2 separate regions of the Oncorhynchus mykiss genome follow, and region 1 is linked to region 2. The links are chromatin contacts, called in public Hi-C maps. All regions are on one chromosome and are shown on one strand. The core of a region is the stretch at or near the end of the contact, and the rest is flanking DNA. Distances in the headings are between cores, read along the strand shown.

Evidence for each region. A called contact is a pair of places that touch in the nucleus more often than the background predicts.
Region 1: a Hi-C map of liver shows a contact between it and region 2, with 6 times the contacts expected there. The contact joins the promoter of nsd1b here to the promoter of znf346 in region 2. A contact is called at or near these places in 2 of 3 Hi-C or Micro-C datasets (blood and liver).

What each region holds. Positions count from the first base shown.
Region 1 is chr12:36,877,525-36,882,304 of USDA_OmykA_1.1, reverse strand. It overlaps nsd1b (histone-lysine N-methyltransferase, H3 lysine-36 specific), which reads right to left and starts at 3,133. Exons shown (of 23, transcript XM_021623636.2): 1 at 3,065-3,133; 2 at 113-768. The coding sequence starts at 751.
Region 2 is chr12:36,713,050-36,717,857 of USDA_OmykA_1.1, reverse strand. It overlaps znf346 (zinc finger protein 346), which reads right to left and starts at 2,630. Exons shown (of 7, transcript XM_036937481.1): 1 at 2,512-2,630; 2 at 1,548-1,651; 3 at 1,343-1,438; 4 at 1,062-1,209; 5 at 612-845. The coding sequence starts at 2,596.

The DNA.
Region 1 (4,780 bases), core at 1,884-4,383, 160 kb before region 2:
CATGATGTTGCTGTCAATAGCCATGTTGTGTAAAAGGTGCCATTAATGGGGGGACACTAGGGGACTGCAAGCCTTTACCCACAGATAGCCCTGGCTTCAGTAATTTCTTTACCTTCAAGTTAAACAATTCAGGAAGAGGTCCAGGTGACTTTCCAACTTTGCTATGTCTGTCTGTCAGAGGTAAAGCTGTATCCTCATCATCCTCTTCATCATAATCATCATCATCATCAAACAAAGTGGACTCAAAGTGCAGGCAGCCATTCGCAAAAGGGCTATTGCTATCCAGTGAAAAGTCTGGACTAGGTGGGTCAGAGAAGCAACAGTCACTCTTCTTCTCCACACTAGGATTAGTCTTACTGGTGTCTGTGTCTCTCCTGCCTGGCTGGGGAGCTGTGAGGGCCAAGGAATTCCCAAAGTCAGTTTTCCCAACAGCATTTCGGGTGTGCGAGACCTCCCTCTCCCCCTCTCCAACCTGTATCAGGTCTGGGTGGCTGACCGTGGTGGTCAGGTGCTGTAGCCTTCTCAGAGGACTGTAGGAAGAGGATAGGTTCTTGGGCATGAACCCATAGGTGGATGGAGGTTTGAGGGCAGGGCCGGTGGACAGCTGCATGGCACGTGGAGGGTCTAGTCTAGAATTGGGGTTATTGTGCTTTGAGGAGGGAGAGAAGGGGTCATTGGGGGCAGAGGTCACTGTTGGGTCAGTGTGACAGGCCTGAGCATTGCTGATGGGCAGTTCATAGGGCCGACTCATCCTGGTAAGGCTCCATCCTAAACATAAAAAAAACAGAAATAGGCCCAAAAAATATTTTTTTAAAATAAGTGATAGCAACTTTAATTGCATGGATTTGCAATTATTGATCGCATACAATTAGTTTTACTGTTCGTGGTTAGCTATTATAGAAAGTGGCAAAAATGGGGATGGTAATAGTATATTATTGAAAAGTTATTAAAAATGTTATAAAAAAAACAAGTGTTGTAAAATTAGGAAAGTTTTAAATGACTGAATTTCGTTATATATAAAAATGTGATATGGTTATCTTTCCCCACCTAAAAAAAAATAAAAATAAAGTATTAGGCAACAGTGTCAACAGTGTCATTCCACTCCTCGCTACACCGCCAAGAACGTGGAATTGTGGCAACCTATTGCGCGTTTGGCAGGCCGCTGGTCATGTTAAAATTAGACCAGAGTACCTGTAATGACACGCTGTCCTGCCCAGCAACAACGAAGGGTTAAGTTGATTTCAAAAGGCTGATGAAGAAATCGCGAAACCAAGAATAAAATGGACAGCTCCTGACAGCGCCTGTGCATCAACTCTGTGTGCCATGGCTCACGAGGCACCACAGAGATATCGGTTCAGTGCATAGCTGGCACGCGAACATACAGTATCGACACACAGGTTCACACTGCCACACATACGTACAGACTTCCACCGACAGATGTATGCTGTGCACAATGACGGAATGTTTAAACAAATAAAAACGCGTATGACAATGATATGCCGCAAGAATCTTACCATTTAAATGTCGGTCACCGCAAAAACAACTGTCAAACCTTTCATTTCTATCATTAAATATGCTATTTTCGAATTTTGTGAAAGCGGATGAGGAGAATCCCAGCAGCAGCAATACTAGGCCAGGATCCTGTGGACATATACTCTACTTGCGATAGCTCTTACACCACCGGCGGCCCCTTCAAACGATAAATATATGCATGCATTTCACTTACTGAGAGAACCACCCATTTACAGCGACATATCATACAGTGCTATAAGTTTCTAATTCCTTGTTACCTCATATTCAATGCATTATTAAATTATGACTATTTCCTAGCTGTCGACCTGCCCCTTGCAGCCCCTGCCTGCCCGTGTCTGTGTGAGAGCGGACCAATCGGCACTGCCTCCCAACCCCCAGCTTGGAGTATTGCTGAGGCTTTGAGTTCCACCAAAAATATTTGTGATGGAAAAATTACGGGCATATTCCGCTCTACTGGTTTTTAATTATCACATAGATTTTCAATTACTGTCATCCACATTAATCACTATGACATGCCTGTCATGCCTGTCATTTGCTCAATCTGTGCCAACAATGGCATCATATCATACCCCATATCTCATGCGCTTTTAAATTATTGGATTAGAATGTTTTCATGTAAATGCATTCTAATATAGGCTACCCAGAAAACAGATGGCTTCCTTCTCTTTAGACGAGTTGCAAAACCTTTTTCTCAGCTCACCGGGTCCTTCAAAATGGAGTCGGTTCACAAAAAAACAGGCCACAAAGTGTTAATATGCTCGATATGAAGTTCACATCAAAGCGAAAAAGATTGAACCGCAACGCACACATTTCCAATCCATCCAAAACATTCCAAAGCCTCAATGCAAAACTGCATTCATTCATTAAACACCATTGAATAAACCACTTTCCACAATAATATTTTGTGTATATCATATGTCAGGTTACAGAAGAAAGGTTCACGACGGGCAAATGTAACTGGTGTGTGTAGTAGGGGGACAGTGTTCCATAATTCGCAGGCATTTCCATAGACTCCATCATGCCCTGAACGTAAAAAGAGAGTTTGAATCACGTATTGTCTTATTTGTGTGGATTGTTGCAAAGGAAATTATATTGGTAGAGACCGTGGATAGGGGGTGGAGTGGAGTCGTCCTAGATAAATGCACAACCATTAAATATGCAAAGATGTTAATCAAATAACAGTTCTGTATTTCGTGAAGGCAAGCTATGTCTTCACACTCTCCATAAAATTAATATGCGATATTTTTGTTCGAGGGGGAAATCTGAAGCCTCACGGAAGAACTGCGCTGCCTGCTCAGCCTCGCTCGCATGAGCCTGGTGGGAGAGAGGGCCTGCAGTGTACGGCGATGGGCACACACACAGTCAAAATAGCGCCCCGACAGATCAAACACGTTCATGCGTCTACAAGCCCTACTAAACGCGTCTTTCTTTCCTTATAGACTGCACTGTAACGAGAAAAATATATATAACATGATGTAAAGCCTATCTATTTACATATCCGTCAAGAAATCGACTTAAAGTAAACTCTTACATCATCATCTTGTTGTGAGCCGTGTGTTCCTCTGTGCTGTGCTGTCTCTGTGTCTGTGCAGTTCGTAATGTCGGCAAAGTCAGTCATAGCAGAAGACAATGGTGGTTTGAAACAGGAGCACATGAGTTTCTGATGAAGTTAGTCAGTTTTAAGTAAGCCTTTTTATGGACCACTCTATTCTTATCTTATTTTACACCACATGCTGCCATGCCTGATTTATACACCTGTGCTCCTCCACCTCTACCCGAGCTGTTTTCACTCTTCACCTGTACAATGTGGACTCTTACAAGTATCTTATCTGTAAACGAGTTCATCATGCCTCTTTGTGGGAGAGTGATTGACAGGCCCATTCTAAAGTCTGTCACTGCCTATTAGCCTACTTACTGACAGCTTGATTTTGTCACTTATGTTAATGAACTGTCCTCTATGAGTCTATGAAACGACTGTAATGTAATTCAGTCATATGTCAGTATCCATACTCATGCTTTCTTTGGTAACCCTTTACTAAAACTCTCTGTCATAAGGGCTACATAACACTGTTAGGCCTATAACACTTTTAACACAGCCATATGTTATTAACAGTAAGCTTTTGAAGTCAGTTTATAACCATCCTTAGCAGTGTTGTAAGAAAGCGGAAGTTGCCGGTTTTCAGGGATACAGTGTTTCAACCCTAACTGCTGTTTCCCCTGAATAAGGGAAGTGGGGACTCCGCTCTGGCGTATTTCTACGCCTACTACATTAGTTTAGCTTGTATGACTTATGATGACATATGCCACAATGAAGTAATTAGCTAGGTTTAAAATAGCCCAACTGGCTTAGGCAATTCCGACACAGCCAGAAGAGGACTGGCCACCTTCATAGTCTGGTTCCTCTCTAGGTTTCTTCCTAGGTTCTGTCCTTTATAGGGAGTTTTTCCTAGCCACTGTGCTTCTACACCTGCATTGCTTGCTGTTTGGGGTTTTAGGCTGTGTTTCTGTACAGCACTTTGTGAGATCAGCTGATGTAAGAAGGGCTTTATAAATACATTTGATTGAATTAACAGTGTCATGATGACAGTGCAAAGTCTGCTGTCACAAGCGCACACCAACAGTCATGACTGTTAATGACATAAGTCATGTCATTAACAGTGTTATAACAGTGTTATATGTAGTATAAAGTGTAACTCTTTTTTTCAATACACTACTAAACGTATTGAAAACTGTAATTGGCCCATTGATAATTCGAGGTCAGTGGGTCAATCAGATCTAACAGCTATTGGTGGTGGTGAATGCAAAACCCTCAAAAGTAAACAACTAAGTCATGATGCATTGATTATACTTAATACGACCTCCTGATTGCATGAGTGTAATTGTGTAACTGCAAATTAGAGCTTTTAACAGCAGTTACTGCTTAATTTAGGTTTTGTGCTCTGAGGATGGTGACAGTCGCCCCCTCTAATCCACTGTGACGCTGTCACCTTAATGATGATGCCCTGCTCTCCATCACCTTCCCAACCTGCTTATGAGTTATGACTCATCTGGCAAAGAAACAGAACCGGTTGTTATTACAAGTAAATGACATGCCTCAGAGGAGTAACAGTTTCTATTTCTGTCATCTGTCACATTGCTACCAGTGTCTTTGAACAAAACAATCTCTCCTTCTCCTCCATAAGAAGGCTTCATCTGAGCCATAGCGCGTAACACCATAAAGTGTTCTTTAAGCAGACATTTATTCCGG
Region 2 (4,808 bases), core at 1,381-3,880:
CTTTTCTTTCCACATGGGTGTCAGTGGCTGTTGGGTGTCAGTGGCTGTCTGGTCTTAGTTTTGCGGGGCCTCATTCCAAATCTCGTCTTGTCTATTAGAGGTCTGGAGAACTTCAGTATTGGATTTATTTTGCTTTTCAATGAGAGTGCTGGCTGTTAATGCTCACATTTGATTGGCTCTTATAAATTAGGTTTCCCTTAGGGTAGCATTTCCCAAACTCGGTCCTCGGGACCCCAACGGGTGCATGTTTTGGTTTTTGCCCAAACATTACACAGCGGATTCAAATGATCAAAGCATGTTGATTATTTGGATCAACTGTGTGGTGCTAGGGCAAAAACCAAACGTGTACAGAGTTTGGGAAACCCTGCCCAAGGGAGTGTGTTTCCTTGTTTTATGCGTGCCTATTATCTTACTGTGTCGGACAAAGTTTTAGTAGCTTGTTGCAACTTAGAAATATTTTCTCAAATACCACCTCTATTTGGAGCTCTATACCCATGTGAAATATATACAAATATTTCCATCTAGACTCCAACCCTTTTGATCGTCTTCCTGAGGAGAACTTCCCCAGGCTTTTGAACAGAACGTGAGAAGCTTTAGAGGCCAGGTCCTACCTGGTGCTGTGGACGGCCCATAGGTCTCCATCAGCTTCTGCTGGGTCAGCTGTTTTTTATGCTTCTTGCCTTCGTAGTGCTGCTTGGCCATGAGGGGGTTGTTGAATGAGGCGTGGCAGATGGAACAGAAGTGGTCCTGGTCGTCCTCGGCCGGGCCTGATGATGCCACGTTGCTCGCCTCTTCTAACTGAGTCTTCTTCTTCTTCACTACTGGGGCCAAGGCCTGAGGTAGTGCTACTGGAGAGGTAGAAGGCAGATATAGAAGGCAGGATATGACACATTAATCAGACAGGAAGGAGTTTACGTAATATTTTTGCACATTTGGAAAATACAGGCATGTGAGATGAAGGAATAACACAGTAGGAGAAAAAGAATGTGTGCAGATGGGGTGGAAAATTTAAAACAGGCTTATTCCATATGTCCATACAATCCATGTGGGCAACCTCTTACCTGGGGGCTGGTGGCCAAAAGTCTTCAGTCTCAGGTTCTTGGTGTGCACCTTGCCCTGGTAGTGGGACTCAGCCACCACCGGAGAGGAAAATGTCATATTACATATAAGACAGGCTTTGGAGCGGTCCGTCTCTTCATTACTGTTGGCCTGAATATGGGGGGGGGGGGGGGGCAGCAACCGTGAAGAAGACAAAAGGTTAAGGGAGCTCTATCCATGAACACTGTCTCTACTGGGAAGAGAAGTGCTGGATAAAACATTTTCTAGCTGAGAAATAACTTACGCTGTCTCCCGAAGGCAACTTGAACCTTTTGATGGTGGGCTCCTCTTCTTTGTGGATGCTCATGTAGCGCCTGACTTTGTTGGCATGCTTTTTGCTCTGAAAAGAATGCGAAAACAGAACGAAATAATGAAAACATCAGCTGCTGCTCTGTATACTGGTTGAGAAAACAACCATACAAGAGTCAAAATCAAGTGGGATCACTGACCTGATAATGTGCAAGTTTCTGTGAGTCAGAATTCAGGACAGCACTGCAGACTTTGCACAGGGCATCAGAAAACAGGTCACCATTCTCCTTTATCATCCTGTTTACTGAAAAATAATGGATGTTAGTGTTAATTAAACAGAAAACACAGAATCACCAACTCATATAGATCTATCCATCGGTGGTATATCATTATCTATGATGCTCTATGGCCTGTGATGAGCTCACAGCTAAGGTATAGTATTGCTTTATGCATAGTTGTAGCTAGCTAGTACACTTAGCTTTTAACACTTATGGCCGAGATTCTTTTAACTTGTAAATTCGGATGGCTTGCATCAACCTGATGTTGGTGCGAGCAAACAGACTAGGAAGTGGAAGGTATCAACAGCCAATCCAATAGGGTCTGGAAACTAATAGTGAGCTTCGATTGGTCAATAACGCGATGTCGCGGAGTATTTGCATTAAGTTCAGCTTTCCCCAACTTTGGTCCGCCCTGTTCACGTCCCTTGCCCATGCTCACATCGCCCAAAGGCCCTCCCGCCCACTTCACTGAAAATGAATGGACTTCAGATGTTTCATCGCTCCCAACGTGCTATGTGGATCTCGTGTCTGCTAGCTGCACGAGAACAACTCGGCTACTAGCTAGCTACTGATTTAGCAAATGTACTTAAAAAGACACAGAAGACGAAAGGTACACACATATAAAAGGCAGTCTTCAGAAGGCCAAGGTGGCTTTGAAAATAGCAAGCCATCTACTAACAAACATTACTCCTTCACTAATGCCTTGCATCGACCTTGGAGCTTGAATCTCAAATGGCTAAATAGCTACCGTTAGCAAGCATAGTGGTAATGTATTACTTGAAAGCTAGCGTTGATTGTTTATGCTCTGCTCACAGCAATAATAAATAAACCATACTAGACCAAAGTGGATGTCAATGATATTGAGCATAGGATAACGCGAGTTTACCCTCCACCGCCCCTGAAGGTAAATATGGAAAATCTCCATTAGGTTCCTCGAGCGCCATGTTTTCTTTCGGCAGCAGCGAGTACATGCGTAATTGTTCTTCTTCTTTGGTGAAGTTTAACGGCAGTTGGCATCCAATATGTTGCATTACCGCCCCCAACTGAACTATAGTATAAATCCATTTCGCTTTCTGATACAAAAAGGGAAACGTAAAAAATACAAACAGTGGCGATTTTTGCATTTTAAATATTGGTGGGGCAAAGAAACAAAAATATTTGGAATGCATGCCAGCAAAGCCACTACACAACACTAAACAATACATTAATTGCACTATAACAGTGACAAACGGTGCCCACAATCTGTTAGGGCCTACATAAAGCTGTCCCAATACCAGTCCCAACACCTTACCACTGCTACATCTGTCCCAGTACCAGTTCCAACACCTTACCACTGCTACATCTTTCTATCAGCGGAGTCTTGTCTGGCAGCGAAACAGTTAATTCCACCTCATTTACTGCCTTAAAAAAACATAGCTGATATGGCTGACTTGCTTAAACAAATGTAGTTTGTACTGACAATTGATATGTACAAACTATGGCATAAGGGGACGACAAGCGGATAAAAGGCAATCCATAATTTTAAGACATTAATGAGCGAGCTAGGACAAACGTAGTCAATATAACAATTTGTTCAGCACTTCTGAAATGTACAGCGACAGAATTCAGAACATGGGCTGTTCTTACAGTGCTCTCCCTGTACACCAAGTCAGAACCGTATGATAAATAAAGGTGGCAAATAAGCAGACAATGAAAGCTCTTACAATATTCAATGATTAAATTTCTCTAAAACAGGTTATAGGCTACATGTGCACCACCAAATCAGAACAGTAGGCAAAATTAAGAAGGGAAAATAGACCAACTTATTAGGGTGGAGCACATGGGCTACGAACAGCTTACTACACAACATACACCTAGTACACTTTATTAACTACAGTACGCATATCCCCCTGACATATTACATAATTTATGCAGCAGCATACAATACATTTTTGGACTCACCTTCTTGTGCTGTGCTCACTTGAACAGGAAGGTGGCGTGACGGTCCTTCGTAGGCAAATTTTGTCATCAAACTTTGTCATCAAAGTCTGGCATTCTCTGGATTTATTGTGCTTTCAAGACAACTGGGAACTCTGAAAAAAAACAAGGTCGAATCATGATGACGTCAGTGATCTTCAGGTTGTAGCTCTAGAAAGAGGCCGGAGTTCCTGACCTACAATTTTGAGTTGGATCACCGTTCAAAATGTATTTTCCCAGTCGGAGCTCGTTTTTTTCCCCGAGTTCCTAGTTCAAATCAAACAACATTTTATTGGTCACATATTGGAACGATGACTGGAACTAATTGCAAAAAATCACTGAAGCTGGAGACTCATATCTCCCTCACTAACTTTAAGCATCAGCTATCAGAGCAGCTTACTGATCATTGCACCTGTACATAGCCCATCTGTAAATAGCCCATCCAACTACCTCCTCCCCATATTGTTTATTTTATTTCAATTGTTTTGCTCCTTTGCACCCCAGTATCTTTACTTGCACATTCATCTTCTGCACATCTATCACTCCAGTGTTTATTTGCTGAATTGTACTTATTTTGCCACTATGGCCTATTTATTGCCTTACCTCCCTAATCTTACTTCATTTGCACACACTGTATATATACTTTTCTATTGTGTTATTGACTGTGCGTTTGTTTATTCCATGTGTAACTCTGTGTTGTTATTTGTGTCGCACTGCTTTGCTTTATCTTGGCCAGGTCGCAGTTGTAAATGAGAACTTTTTCTCAACTGGCTTACCTGGTTAAATAAAGGTGAAATACATTTGAAAGAATACACGTGATTAGCAGATGTTATGTGAAATGCTTGTCTTGAACTAACTGAAATCAGATTTCCCAGTTCCAAGTTAACAGTTGTTTTGAGCGTGGAAGAAATCATGCTGGATTGACAGCATGGCCAATGTTGAATGTTTATCCTTTTAAGCTTGGAAAAGAGGCCCTTACAACCAGACTTTGGACCACACAGCCACTCCACTGAATTGCAGGCCAGTGATTGCTTTGCAATGCTTGCAGTTGGCCACTGATTCCTTCCAAACCACTCATTGTTGAATTTGCCATTTCCAACTTGTTGTGTAATGTTTATGTCCAATGGCCAATGAGCACCGATACGTTTTATCTATAATTTCTCTTCATTATTTCTCTTCATATGACAAGGATTTAAAAGGATTTGCCAGTATATTGTTGACTTTATT